Linked DNA regions of Mus musculus: region 2 is linked to region 1. The links are chromatin contacts, called in public ChIA-PET maps. All regions are on one chromosome and are shown on one strand. Each heading gives the region's core, a stretch centred on a gene start, on an enhancer-like site or on the middle of the called end of the contact. The rest is flanking DNA. Distances are from core to core; before and after follow the strand shown. Region 1 overlaps Klhl2 (kelch-like 2, Mayven). Region 2 has its middle 8.7 kb from the start of Gm40501.

Region 1 (7,020 bases), core at 2,195-4,694:
CCCCATGACAGGAAACTTGTTCCACCATGCTCTCCGGTTATGAGACCCTGAGTGGTCTGAAACCACTATTCAGAACAAATCTTTTCTCCTTTATGTTGTTTCTGTCAAGTGTTGTGGTCACTGCAACACAGAACTAACAAATAAATGCGCCCTTATGAATAACTCATCTTTGAAATTCTCTTTAGTTTTATGAACAAAGTTTGGATCATACACTTATAAATCAATGGTCTACAAAATGGGCTAACACTCTTTTATCCCAACAGAACACACTTAAATGTTGTATTTTGAACATCTTTACAAACTTAACAGAAAGAGGACCACTATACAACATATTCCTGAGAGAACTAATACGCTAAGAAAGAGGCAGTGTCTTTCTACACAACCTCTTCCGGGATTGGTGGGTACACTTCCTGATAATCTTTAAAAGGGTGAGGATATGTATGGAAATATGCAAATGTTACTGGAAACAAAAACAGGTTATTTTGATACAGCATTCTAATTACCACCTTTAATTTATCCTGCCAACCAGGACTTATTAAATTCTTCTGTGTGCCAGGTGTCAACAATAAGGAGGAGCTGGCAGTCTGTCAATTCTATTCACCGCAGCTCCACTCTGTTGGCATCACGGCCCTGCTTCAGGCCTTACATCAGGTTCTCCTGCTCGTCGCTATAGCCTCAACATTTTCCTATTTGGCCTTCATGCCACAGGAGGGCTCCAGCTCACCATCACCACGAAAGCTAGCTCAAACGCTGCTCCCTCAGTAAGTCCTGTCTCCAAGGACTCACAATATTGTGCAATAGCATTCTGCAATTAATCTAAACTGTCCCCATGCAAACAACAGAATGTGTACAGAAGAAGCCAATCTGTGGCTTTGGAAAGTGGGAGGGTCAGAGAGGCAAGCGACTTTCACCTTGGCCCCTTGAATTGCCATATACACTACATAAGACGTATGGTTACCTGCAATGATTACCACACCATGAAAACCTCTAGCAAGTAACAAAAGAGGAAAAGGACAGACAGGGATGTGGAGATAGAGCTCCAAGCCTGACAAATCTAGGAAGGAGTTACTCTAGACATCCCAGACTCACAGGACACTCCATGATAAAGAAGGGAAGCCCTGCATCTCTGCTCCAATAGAATCAGGTTAGACATTGTTATCTGTTATCTGGACTAGTCTGACTGAAGCCTTGGATGCTATGGCACAGAAACAGGCTGTCCCACTCCATCTTCCATGGAGTTCAACTACTGAATTGTACACATGCTAAAAGTATTTGGTATTGAGCGTCCCATTACATTCCAGGGTGGCTCATTAAGGTATCAGTATAAAACCAAAGCAGTCTTCATGATCTTTCTCTAATGGTATCCATCTCCCGTTAAAGCCTGGAAGCAGCTCTTCCACAGCATAAGAAAGGTCATGGGATGTAACCCAGCTGAAGACAGTCATGGTGTTCTCTTCCCACTTCGTTTCCCACTACTCTCGCAGCCATATTCTACCTCCAGCCACCGCTGAGCAACCGCCCTCTCACAGCCTTTACATCTGTGTTGTCTGTTCCCGTGCCCTGAAGTGCTTTTCCCATCCCAAACCATTTCCATTTCTCCGATGAACTCTAGCTCAGTTTTAAAGGTGTGGATCCTACATGTAAACCAAGCTGAAGTACCACCCCTGACCCCAAAATAAAACGCTCCGCCAGTGCCCCATGCAGAGCTCTGTAATCCCGTAGTCACTCCAGTTTCTATGACTAGAGGAGTCTACTTGGTGCGTCTCAAATCCAGTGCCCTGAGACAGTGACAGGTGTGCTCAGTCCTCATCTATTACATGAGCAGGAATGTCACCCTTCTGTAAATGGCTAAGGTTGTACACGTCACAGCTCTGCATAGTTTTGTCACATTGTAAATTATAGAGAGAATGCTTCTTTTCATTCTCACATGAGAACCTGAGAAATAGAACTGGAGCCTCTACAACTTTAAATTCAAATCACATGTCCCATTTCTATGAGTTTCTATTCATTGCTGTTGTTTTGGTTTTGTTGTTTTGAGACAGGATCTCTTGACAGCCAGGTCAAAGATTCTCCTGACTCATGCTCCCGAATGCTGGGAATAGAGTTGTGCATGCCTAGCTCTACTCCCAAAGGCTGGGAACAGAGTTATGTAGCATCATGCCTAGCTCTGTAAGCATTTGTCTCCCAACTCCCAAGAATTACAAACTGCCCAGAGAAAACAGTTTGGGAGAAGATTGTGTCTCCAGCCATATAAAAGGTTCAGGAATGTGGTGTCAAATAAAGCAAGTGCATAATGGGAGGAAGGGAGGGAGGGAGGGAGGGAGGGAGGGAGGGAGGGAGGGAGGGAGGGGGAGGCTAGCTGACTGTAGGGTGACATAAAAGTTTCAAAAAGCCACTTAAAAGGATGATATCATTCAACAGTTTTCAATCTAGAACTATTGAACGCAATGCAGTGAGTGAGTTCTCTTAAGGGACTGGAGAAATAGCTCTGCAGTCAGGAGCACTTTCTGTGACAGAAGATCCTAACACCCAACTTGGGTGGACAACTGCCTATAACTCCAGCTCCAGGGGATCCAACTCCCACTTCTGGTCTCCTTCTGTACACACACACACACACACACACACACACACACAGCATTCACTCACATAGATACACATATACATAAATAATAATAATTTTTTAATTTAAAGAAAGGTCTTTCAACTCACAAGACAGCAAAACTAATGAGTTTTTGTTATTTGTGTTTGTAGGCATCTAGCTGTAGAAAGAACCCAGTCTCCCAAAGGTTCTTGGTTCAAATCCCTTGCTGTGTATAAGCTTTTGCTGTAGTGGTCAAGTCCATTTCTTCTAGGCCCCCAAGGCTTCTACTCATACAGGAGCACAACTTATGAAAAACATGAAATAAAGTAAGGAAATACTGGGCTGGGGAAATATATCAGTCATGTCTTTGCAAGCATTAGAACTGGACTTGGATCCTTAGAACTCAGGTTAAAATAGTCATGGTGGTGCATCATTGTTATCTCAGCAGAGAGATTCTTGGCTGGCTAGCCCAGCCTACTAGAGAATTCCAGGCTAGTGAGAGACCTAACTCAACATGGACAACACCAGGTCCTCTGTTCTATACATGTTTCCTGACACACACACACACACAGACCACCCCTAAAGAAACAGAAAGACAGGAAACTACCTAGCACCACAGAAGGAAGTGGAGAGAAGATGGTGGAGGGAAGAGAGGAAGCAAAGGGGAAGAGGTCACTTGCCTTCTCCTCGGAGGAAATGGTGAGTTTATCACTGGAGATTAAGCTGCACACCTGCTCGATGCCGAGGTTAAGAAACTCTTCACTAAGTACGACATCTGCAAAATGTTGTTCTGTTGGAGAGCCAGAGAGAGAAGTCGTTAATCACTTCATCGCCACACAGCCAACAGGGAAACATCTCTTAACCCAAAAGGAAGGAAGCCAATGGCGTCTCTTCTGGGCAAGAATCAATGCCAAGGCTGCCTTCATGTACACTCACTGGGCTTAAAACAGTGTTAGGGCTTAAAACAGTGCACACTAAACAGCTATGTTGTAGCACAGCGCATTCTATATTTAAATCTATAAAACCTCGGGTCATACAAAGCACTTGGTAGTGTAAATCCACATCCTTGAATATAGTATGCAAAACATTAGAACATTACAATGGGAGAAAACTGTTTGAAAACTTAACAAAAAGCCTTAAGTACTGTCCAATATAAACACGTGCGCAGCTTTTAAAAAAATTAGTTCATTACAATGAAGCAAAAGCAAAGGTTTACAATAGATCTAAATTCTATAAGTAATTTATTTGGGAACAAAATGATTGATTTTATACCTCAAGTCCTTCCCAGGAAACTGGTAAAATTGGTAATTCTTAAAACACTCAAATCCTCTCCTTGATTCTTCTGATTTTTGAGGGGGTCAGGGAGCAACATAATGACATGACTTTATAACATAATTAATGATTTAAAAGCTTATAAAGGATGTATCCAGTACAAAACAGCTTTTTATTGCAAACCCACTTCCCGCTTACAAAGTGTGAGCTAGACATAGAAGACTGTGGTCTGGGCTTTGCACTTAGGCACACCAAGTTTGAATCTCAGCTCTACCATGTGCTGGCTTGTATGATGTGGGGTGATTATATAATCCCCTAAACCATGGCTTCCACACCTGTAGAGGCTCAGAAAGGTTCCTAACATACTAATGACATGATAATGTTTTATAAAGAATAAGGAACTACGTGTGGAGGAGGTTAAGAACTCTAACAGGGCCTGTTAGCCCTGTGACCTCCAAATGCTAAACGAATACCAGAAAGTCTACATTATCTCCCACTTGGCCTTCACAGTTGACTGTACTCCTACAGTATGGTTAAAAAACTTTTCTATGGTGAAATAAAAGCTTCCTTTCAATACGCATTTCAAGATACCCTAAAGAAAATTATTAGCGTTCGATTTAAAATATTTAAAAACAAAATGTGCACTTTCACAAACCTCCTGAATACCTATTCACTTTATAAAAGGCTGCTCACCAGATGACTTCAAACATAATGAGCAACTCGTGGGGTAATTACAAAATTATTGGATTTACAAAAATCCCACAGACACAGTTCTTTTCAAAGTCAGTGTCTGGGTTAGGCAAGCAAGATATCACACTGAAATAAACATGAAGACGGAATTTCTTTTGTAAATGAAAAAAAAATTAACCCCAAATGGATCACACAATGGCCTTAGAAGCACAGAATGTCAGGAGAAGACCTAGTGGGGTCTGGCCTGCGATGACTTCCTGTACACAGCCCAGGAAGCAAGTCGTCGGATGAAGCAAACAATTAGTGCACTGCACTTCATTAACATTAGATCTTTGTGTTATGAAATAAAAAGATGTCATAATTTTCAAGAGAAAACTCTATAAAACATTTAACTTACAAAAGACTGTTATGTAAAACATGGAACTCTTAAATCTCAACAAGAAAAATAGTCCCATTTTTTCAAATGGGCGAGAGATCTGAATAAACACTTCCTCAACGATTACATAAAGGTGGAAAACAAGCACATCAAAAGACACCTGTCATCTTGTCCCATCACCAACGACACCATCCTACAGATCCACACATCTGTTAGAACAACACGAAATTCAGGCCACAGAGGCTACACAGACCTGGTCTCCAAACAAAAACCTGAAAACACTGAGAAAATGAGAGACGGGTGACAGGAGCTCTTGTCACTCTGCCTCCAGAAAGGGAAAAGAAAAACAAAAAACAAACCCGTGGGACATCAGGTAGAAGCAGCCGTGGCCACGCAAGTCTGAGGTCAGACGCTGGTCTCCAGAACCCACATCTGTGACAGCAGGAAACCCAAGGCACCATGGGAGGTGGACACAGGAGAATCACCCAAAGGCTCCCAGGCCAGCTAGCTGGAGAGAACTGACACCCTATATGTCCATGGCAGAGCGAGCCCCCATAGTACTGTAATAAAAGCCCACACACAGTGATTGACAGCCGCCGAATAAACCTCCCCTGTGTACATGAACCACATTTTCAATATTTCTAAGTTTTTCAATATTTCTAAGCTGATGGGTATCCAGGCTGATTCCATTCCTGGCTATTCTGAAAAGAGCAGCGTTGAACACAGACGAGCAGCACCTCTGGTAAGGCATGGAGTCCTCTGAGAACATGCCCAGGAGTGGTACAGCGGGTCACACGGAAGGGCTATTCTTGAGAAGCCTTTATACTGATCTGCACAGTGGCTGCTAGTATATACACCCACTAACAATGAACAAGGGTTGCTTTTCCCCATACCTTTATATTTAGCCCTAAAAATAAGTGCATTCTATTAAGTGCAATCACCCAGGATCTCTCTCTCTCTCTCTCTCTCTCTCTCTCACACACACACACACACACAATATTAATAGGAGTAAACACCAAGAAAAAACTGCAAGGAGCCAGGAGATAGTGGAAAGAGGCAGAAAGAGTAATTAAATACATGAGCTATGAAATTGAAAGGGATGGGTGTGGTGGAAAGATGCAGCAGAGTTGGGAAAGAAATGGGCAAAGGCACTGGCAGTGGGAGGAGTCAGGCAAAGCTAGAACTATGAAATTGACAACGAAATGGGTTACTTTGTACACTAATTAAAATTTTTAAACTAAAAAAACAAAGATTTACAGTAGTTATAAAAAGTGTATCATACAAAATGGAATCATTTCTATCATAGTTAACCAAAATAAAACCAAGGTGGCTCAGGGAAAAAACCAATCAAGCGACAACGTCTTCTTCAAACCAAGCCCAACGCAGAACTACAGGACCTGAACTGAACCTACAAGATCCTAACTCTTACCTACAAACCGTGGCAGCCGGCCAGTTAGAACAGACAGTCAGAAGAGGACAGACCTTGCAAGATGCTGCCCTCCTGCCAAACCACTTACGTAACGTTCCGATTTCCTAGTAAAGCCACCCTGGGAGTTGGGGGTGGGGGGCGGGAGCACAACTGATACAGTGCTTAGGCATGGGTTCAATCCCCAGGTGTGGTGTTGGCTGTGGTCCTCAGTGCTAGAGAAATGGAGACAAGAAGATATGCAGGACTCCTGAAGAATAACAGCCATATCCCCGGCCCACTTTCCACTTTTTATTTTCACACAGCCTCTCACTAAGTTGCCCAGAACAGCCTTGAATTCACTTTGTAGCCCAGGCTGGACCTGAGTTTGCATTTCCCACGTAGCTGCGATCACAGGCATGCATCACCAGGCCTGGCTCAGTCAAAAGACTGTTACTCAGCTAGAGAAACATAAGACATAAACGACTCTTAAGTATGTATTACTAAACAAAGGAAGGCAATCTGAACAGCTATAAAACTGTACACTTACAAGAAGATCTTCTAGAAATGGCAAAACTAGAGAGAGAGTAAGAGATCAGTAGTGCCCATGTCTGATACGGGAACAGTGGGGGTTGAATGGGGGATTTTCAGAACAGGGCAACTATTCTGTAATGGTGGGTAGGTATGTGTCTTAGT
Region 2 (7,020 bases), core at 1,975-4,474, 110 kb after region 1:
GCCAAGCAGGACTCATCATGTGTGTGTATGCACATCTGTCTCTGTGTATGTATATGTGAGTACATCTGTGTATGTGTAGGTACATGTTTCTCTGTGTATGTGTGTATACATTGTATACATTTGTCTCTATGCATGTATGTGTGAGAACATCTGTCTATATATTGTCCATGTGTGTGTGCATCCCTCTGTATGTGTATACATCTGTCTCTGAATATTTGTGTGCACATGTCTCTTTGTATGTACATGTATATGTGCGTCTGTCTCTGTGTATGTGTGTGTATCTGTCTCTATGTATGTGTAAGTACATCTGTGTATGTGTGCATCTGTCTCTGTGTATGAGTGTATACATTTGTCTCTGTGTAGGTATGTGAAAGTACATGTCTATGTGTGTGTATCTCTCTCTCTCTCTCTCTCTCTCTCTCTGTGTGTGTGTGTGTGTGTGTGTGTGTGTGTGTGTGTGTGGATTTTCCTATGCATGTGCATGCTCTCCATGGATCTATCTCCTGTTTCTGGTGCTCTGGTGGGTCCTCAAGTGACACTGAAGTAAAAGGGCAAAGGAAGGCTTGGGAGCACATGTAGGAGACCCAGTTTAGGTTTCCTGGAAAAGTGAGATTGGCAGGATGATGGCCAAGAGCAGGTTCCAATCTTTGTAAGATTTCTGGGCCTATGAAAAAACTTCAGATCTTACTGAGTGAACAAGAAAATGGTTGTAGTATTAGACTTCCCTCAGAGTAATAGAATCTGACTTTGGGAAGACAGCATTTACATATGTAGCCTAGACTAGCCTCAGAGTTGTGGTCTTCCTGCCTCTGTCTGCTTTTGTTTATTTATTTGCTTATTATAAAGTCCATGTACCCCAGGCTGGCCTTGATCTTGTTATATAGCTAAAGATGAACTTGAACTTCTCATCCTCCTGCCTGTATCTTCTAAGACCTGAGGTTACAAACATGCAGTGCTACACCTGGTTTATGCTGAGGATAGAACTCAGAACTTTGTGTACCAGGCAAGCACTCTACCAACTGAGCTACATATCGCTTAGCCTCTGACTTATGATAATTTGATTTAAGAGAGGTAGTGTGTGAAGAACAGGGTGGGGTGGGGGTTAAGTGATGTGCAAGCCCGAGCAGAGAAGCCCGATGTGCTGTTGGGATAAGCCAGGTGACATCCAATATTAAGCCTTAATCTAAATCTTGAAGATGACTCTGACATTCAAGTGGATTACATAGTGTTAGTCAATGTCTTCCTAATTAGGAAATATTCTGGATACTCCCTGCCTGGAAGACAAGGAAGAAGGTAGGTGGTGGGCAAATACGGATGTGCAAGCTTTAGACGTCTGCAAAAGCACAAGGGTCTAAGAAGCCTCAGCCTAGATAGGAATTTCCAGAATAAGAAAATGGTTGGTTTAAACTAATGCTAAGTAGCTACTGACATATCCCAATCTGGACACATTCCTAAATACTGTCCATGTACCATGCAAGCAAGTTTATTAATTTTGCATCATTCAATCATTGCTAAAAAACAGACAGGTCCCAATATAATGACTTGATCATGGCTTATTTGTTTTAGATTCTATGGATTGGCACTTTGAACTGGGAAAGTTTACCTCTGCTCCATATGGTGACAGCTGGAGTCACACATATGGCTACAGCCACGTGGCAAGCCAGCAGGGTTTGGCTACTCCCCGATGTCCCATTGACTGGTTTAGCAGTAGGCTGATAAGACAGAGCCAACTGGTATCTAAGAATCCAGTAGGTTAAGCCAGGCTTCTTCAGGTGGTGGCCAAGTTCTACAAATCAGTAAGGAAGTAAATACAAAACACACACACTCTCTCTCTCTCTCTCTCTCTCTGTGTGTGTGTGTGTGTGTGTGTGTGTGTTTCAAATCTCTTTCTGTGCTATTGCCCAAATCAGGCTGCATGGCCAAAGCTAAAACTAACATTGTAAGGAATATGTTGGGTTGAGGAAGCGTGGTCCATTAAGTTTGCCATTAATCCACTACCATCTTTATTAAAACCTCATGTATTAGATACTGTTTCAATGCCCTGACAAAATACCCAACAAAAGCTTATTAAGGGAGGTGCATCTTGGTTCACAGTTTGAGAGTATCGTTCATCAGAGTGGGGGCATCATGGCCATCGCTGGTCACATTACATCCACAGTCAGGAAGCTGAGAAAGACGGATATGAAAGGAGACAATATTCATCTCTCCCTTTTCCCTTTTTACTCAATCCAGGACATGAAGAATGTGCTGCCCATATTTAGGGAGGGTCTTCTGTCTTAGCCCAGTCTATAAACTTCCTTACAGATATTTGTCTCCTAAGTGGTTCTAGGTCCTGTCAAGTAAACAATCAATATTACGCATCCCATCCTGTGATGAAGGTACTATTAATATCCCCCATTTTAAGGTAGTTTGGATAGTATGTGTTCGTAGTCTCGACTACTAGGGAGGCAAGTATGGGAGGATTGTTTAAATCCAGGAATTTGGGGTCAGCATGGGATATAAAGGAAGACCCAGTTGAGGTAAAGTCAGGGATTCCCTCTTTTGGTTGAGAAACCTAAGTCTAGTAAGGCACTAAATAACCCATAGCTAGTACAGGGCAAAGCCATCATGTGAGGCACACACTGTATTCTGAAAACCACAGGTCTGACTAGAGGGGTGAGAAGGGACAACTTCAATGGATCTTGAACCCTAGCAAATCCTCCCCTCCAGGTGACTGACTGCAGACTCCAAGGGCTGGGTAAGCCTTAGGCAGCAGTGGGTGGAAGATCTGTGGGCTGGGGTTTCTGGGAAAAGAAAGAAAGAAAAGCTTCAAACAAAAAATAGCATCAGAGTCATGGGCTGGGAGAAAACCCTGAATCAAACTACAGAAGGCAGATGGTGCCAAAAATAGAAGTGGTGTCTCCAAAGTCGGCCCAGAAGGAGGTCAAGAGAACCTAGCAGAAATCGGTGTGCAGCATGCGGCTGCCAAAGGACTCGCCTCTCACATTGCCCGTCTGAGAGGAAGGTGTACCTAAAAATCAGTAACTGTTGTTAGAGTGATTTTCTGGGATTGTGGTCAGGGTGGCAGAGTTGAAATCCACTTTCTCCTCTTCTGTGAGGGTGTGTGAGGAAACCCGGAATAGAGAAGATGCCAGAATAACAGGGAGCAGCTTTGAGCAGCCTCTGAGTGTATTTATAGATATCAAGCACACGAAATACGCCCACATCATACTCCCTCTCCCCAGGAATCCAGGATGTGTGAGGGATAACACAAGGTGTGCGGTTAACAGTCTGTACCACACACAGGATGGGCGGGGCGTAAGCATTCTGTAACATTTCCTTTTTAGTATCTGACCACTGTTCCAGCAAAGCCGGGAACTGACTGATTGGCAGGCACACAGACAGGATTGTTTTGAGTGTAAGATTTTTCTGTTTTCAAACATTACAACTGAGGTGATGTGTCAGACATCTCTCAGGCCAAGATGGCTATCCACTGTGACCTCTAGGGACTGGGTGAGACTGTGACCCCAACCCACCAATCCTCCACCCACTTCTCCCTAGCAAGGCGGTGGGTAGGACCACATCATTTTTACCCCATACAGCTCTCTGATAGCACTTCTTACAGTAAAACTATATTGATTTTTCTGAAAGTTGAACTGGGGATATGGCTCTGTGGGGAAGATTGCTGCTTTTTAAGAAGCAGGGCCTCAACTAGAATCCCTAGCACAATGGGGCTGTGGAGATGGCTCAACAGTTAAAAGCCCTCTTCCAAAGGACCCAGGTTTGATTCCCAGCAGCTACATAGTGACTCAACCACCTGTAATGCTAGATCCAGGGGATGCAATGTCTGCTCCTGGTCTCTGCAGGCACTGTGCATGTATGCAAGTGACTCACGGATATACATGCAAGAAAAAAACACCCATGCATATGCAATTTTAAACTCCTCGGCCCTCAACATAAAAAAGAAAGAAAGAAAGAGAGAAAGAAAAAAGAGAAAAGGAAAGAAAGAAAAGGAAAGGAAAGAATAGCCAAGCATGACTGTGTGTGCTTGTCGCTCTAACACAGGGGTAGAGATAGACAGACACTAAGGAGCTGACAGACCAGCCAACCCAGACAGAACAGTGAGCCTCAAGTTTAGTGGGAGACCATGTCTCCAGGCAATCAGGCCAAAGGTGATCAGAGAAAGCCAACTGATGTTCTGTTCTGGTCTCTGCATGCTCCAATGCACACGGCCCCATGTGTGTACCACTCATACATACACATATACAAAATTTAAAAGAAGAATAAGGCTATTTTACTGGAGGTTTTTGATGGGGTGGGAGGCTTGACTGTGTAGCCTGGACCTTTGGCTTTGGAAGTGTGTTGGTGGCAAGTTAATAAACTTGCTTCCTATTACTGGTATAAAGACCATGACCAAAAGCAACTTGGGAAGGAGATGGTTTATTTCCACTGCAACTTATAGTTCATTGTTGGGGGACATTCAGGCAGAATGCGAGGCAGGAACCTGGAAGGGTACTATTTTACTGGCTTGTTTGCATGGCTTGCCCAACCTACTTTCTTTCTTTCTTTCTTTCTTTCTTTCTTTCTTTCTTTCTTTTTTTTTTTTTTTTTGAAAACAGGAGTTGCCTTTATTTTTTAGTCAATATTTAAAAACATGCCTTTAAAATGATAGTCTCATTTTCATTTTTGCTTTTGTTATTTTAAAAAGCACAGACATTGTAAACAATGTAAAATATCTTGATGTTATAGTATTATTATATGACTAGTTTATAATTATAAAGCTTTTTTTAATTACGTATTTTCCTCAATTACATTTCCAATGCTATCCCAAAAGTCCCCCACATCCTCCCCCCCCCCACTCCCCTACCCACCCATTCCCATTTTTTGGCCCTGGCGTTCCCCTGTACTGGGGCATATAAAGTTTGCAAGTCCAATGGGCCTCTCTTTCCAGTGATGGCCGACTAGGCCATCTTTTGATACATATGCAGCTAGAGTCAAGAGCTCCGGGGTACTGCTTAGTTCATATTGTTGTTCCACCTATAGGGTTGCAGTTCCCTTTAGCTCCTTGGGTACTTTCTCTAGCTCCTCTATTGGGGGCCCTGTGATCCATCCAATAGCTGACTGTGAGCATCCACTTCTGTGTTTGCTAGGCCCAGGCATAGTCTCACAAGAGACAGCTATATCACGGTCCTTGCAACAAAGGCTTGCTAGTGTATGCAATGGTGTCATAGTTTAGAGGCTAATTATGGGGTGGATCCCTGGATATGGCAGTCTCTACATGGTCCATCCTTTTGTCTCAGCTCCAAACTTTGTCGCTGTAACTCCTTCCATGGGTGATTGTTTCCAATTCTAAGAAGGGGCAAAGTGTCCACACTTTGGTCTTCGTTCTTCTTCAATTTCATGTGTTTTGCAAATTGTACCTTATATCTCGCTATACTAAGTTTCTGGGCTAATATCCACTTATCAGTGAGTACATATCATTTGAGTTCTTTTGTGATTGTGTTACCTCACTCAGGATGATGCCCTCCAGGTCCATCCATTTGGCTAGGAATTTCATAAATTCATTCTTTTTAATAGCTGAGTAGTACTCCATTGTGTAGATGTACCACATTTTCTGTATCCATTCCTCTGTTGAGGGGCATCGGGGTTCTTTACAGCTTCTGGCTATTATAAATAAGGCTGCTATGAACATAGTGGAGCATGTGTCCTTCTTACCGGTTGGAACATCTTCTGGATATATGCCCAGGAGAGGTATTGCGGGATCCTCCGGTAGTACTATGTCCAATTTTCTGAGGAACCGCCAGACTGATTTCCAGAGTGGTTGTACAAGCTTGCAATCCCACCAACAATGGAGGAGTGTTCCTCTTTCTCCACATCCTCGCCAGCATCTGCTGTCACCTGAATTTTTGATCTTAGCCATTCTGACTGGTGTGAGATGGAATCTCAGGGTTGTTTTGATTTGCATTCCTCTGATGATTAAGGATGATGAACATTTTTTCAGGTGCTTCTCAGCCATTCGGTATTCCTCGGGTGAGAATTCTTTGTTTAGCTCTGAGCCCCATCTTTTAATCCAACCTACTTTCTGATAGAACCACCTCTCAGGTATGGTCCTACCTACAATGCCCAGCTAAGTAGACTTTATTTTAAAATCATTTAATTGGCTCTCTAGACAGACTGACTGTCTGTATATGTGCGACAGAAGGATCAATAAAGGAATATGAAGGAGAGATTCCCAATAACAGAAGGATCCCTGTCTCCCCACTCCCTGATAATTAAACCATTAAACTCCAGGACCAAATCCACACAAGTAATAATCTAGACATGAAAGCATCCAGGAGTATTCATTATTCTTGTTTTATTTTTTATTACATATATTTATTTCTGGGAGATAGAGACATACAGAGAGAGAGAGAGAGAGAGAGAGAGAGAGATGGAGACAGAAACAGAGAAACATACACACACAGATCAGAGAGAGAGAGAGATGTTTAGGTTTGGGGGCACACATGCCATGGTGTGCATATTGAAGTCAACTTTTTTTTTTTTTGAGACAGGGTTTCTCTGTATATACCTGGCTGTCCTGGAACTCACTTTGTAGACCAGGCTGGCCTCGAACTCAGAAATCGGCCTGCCTCTGCCTCCCGAGTGCTGGGATTAAAGGCATGTGCCACCACACCCGGCTGAAGTCAACTTTTTAAGAGATTCTCCTTCCATCGTGTGAGTCCTAGGGATTGAACTCAGGTCATTAAGCTATGGAAAGTGTCTATACCAGCTGAGCCATCTCACCAGCTCTGATCTATCCTCTCGAGAGGCAGTTGTGATGTCATTTACTGATGAGCTCACCATTTCTTTCTTCACTCAACGAACGAAAGGAAAGGAAAGGAAAGGAAAAAGTTCTGATGGAGAACAGATAGCGCAAAGGTCAGAGGTCATCTGCTTTGCTGTCACCATCTTGTGAAGATGTGCAAAGATCAGAAAACACTGGCAGGGTCGTGCAATGCCCAGCTGAGACAGAACAAGCAGACGGGTGCCTTTTTCAATGCA

Evidence for each region. ChIA-PET counts read pairs in DNA pulled down with a chosen protein or histone mark.
Region 2: an RNA polymerase II ChIA-PET map of memory CD8 T cells shows a contact between it and region 1, with 10 read pairs. The contact joins two enhancer-like sites. A contact is called at or near these places in 1 of 484 Hi-C or Micro-C datasets (embryonic stem cells), 2 of 115 datasets of contacts at active chromatin or transcription factors (embryonic stem cells and memory CD8 T cells) and 2 of 9 other capture datasets (adipose tissue and liver).

What each region holds. Positions count from the first base shown.
Region 1 is chr8:64,760,862-64,767,881 of GRCm38.p6, forward strand. It overlaps Klhl2 (kelch-like 2, Mayven), which reads right to left. Exons shown (of 15, transcript NM_178633.3): 6 at 3,262-3,371. Among named protein-coding and RNA genes, the nearest start is that of Gm46040, 11 kb to the right of the region's middle. Within about 2 kb of position 3,445, at least 16 of the 459 cell types and tissues checked have an H3K27ac peak or open chromatin away from gene starts, as enhancers often do. A contact at or near this core is called in memory CD8 T cells, where this site is marked.
Region 2 is chr8:64,868,752-64,875,771 of GRCm38.p6, forward strand. No RefSeq gene overlaps it. Among named protein-coding and RNA genes, the nearest start is that of Gm40501, 8.7 kb to the right of the region's middle. Within about 2 kb of position 3,225, at least 73 of the 459 cell types and tissues checked have an H3K27ac peak or open chromatin away from gene starts, as enhancers often do. A contact at or near this core is called in memory CD8 T cells, where this site is marked.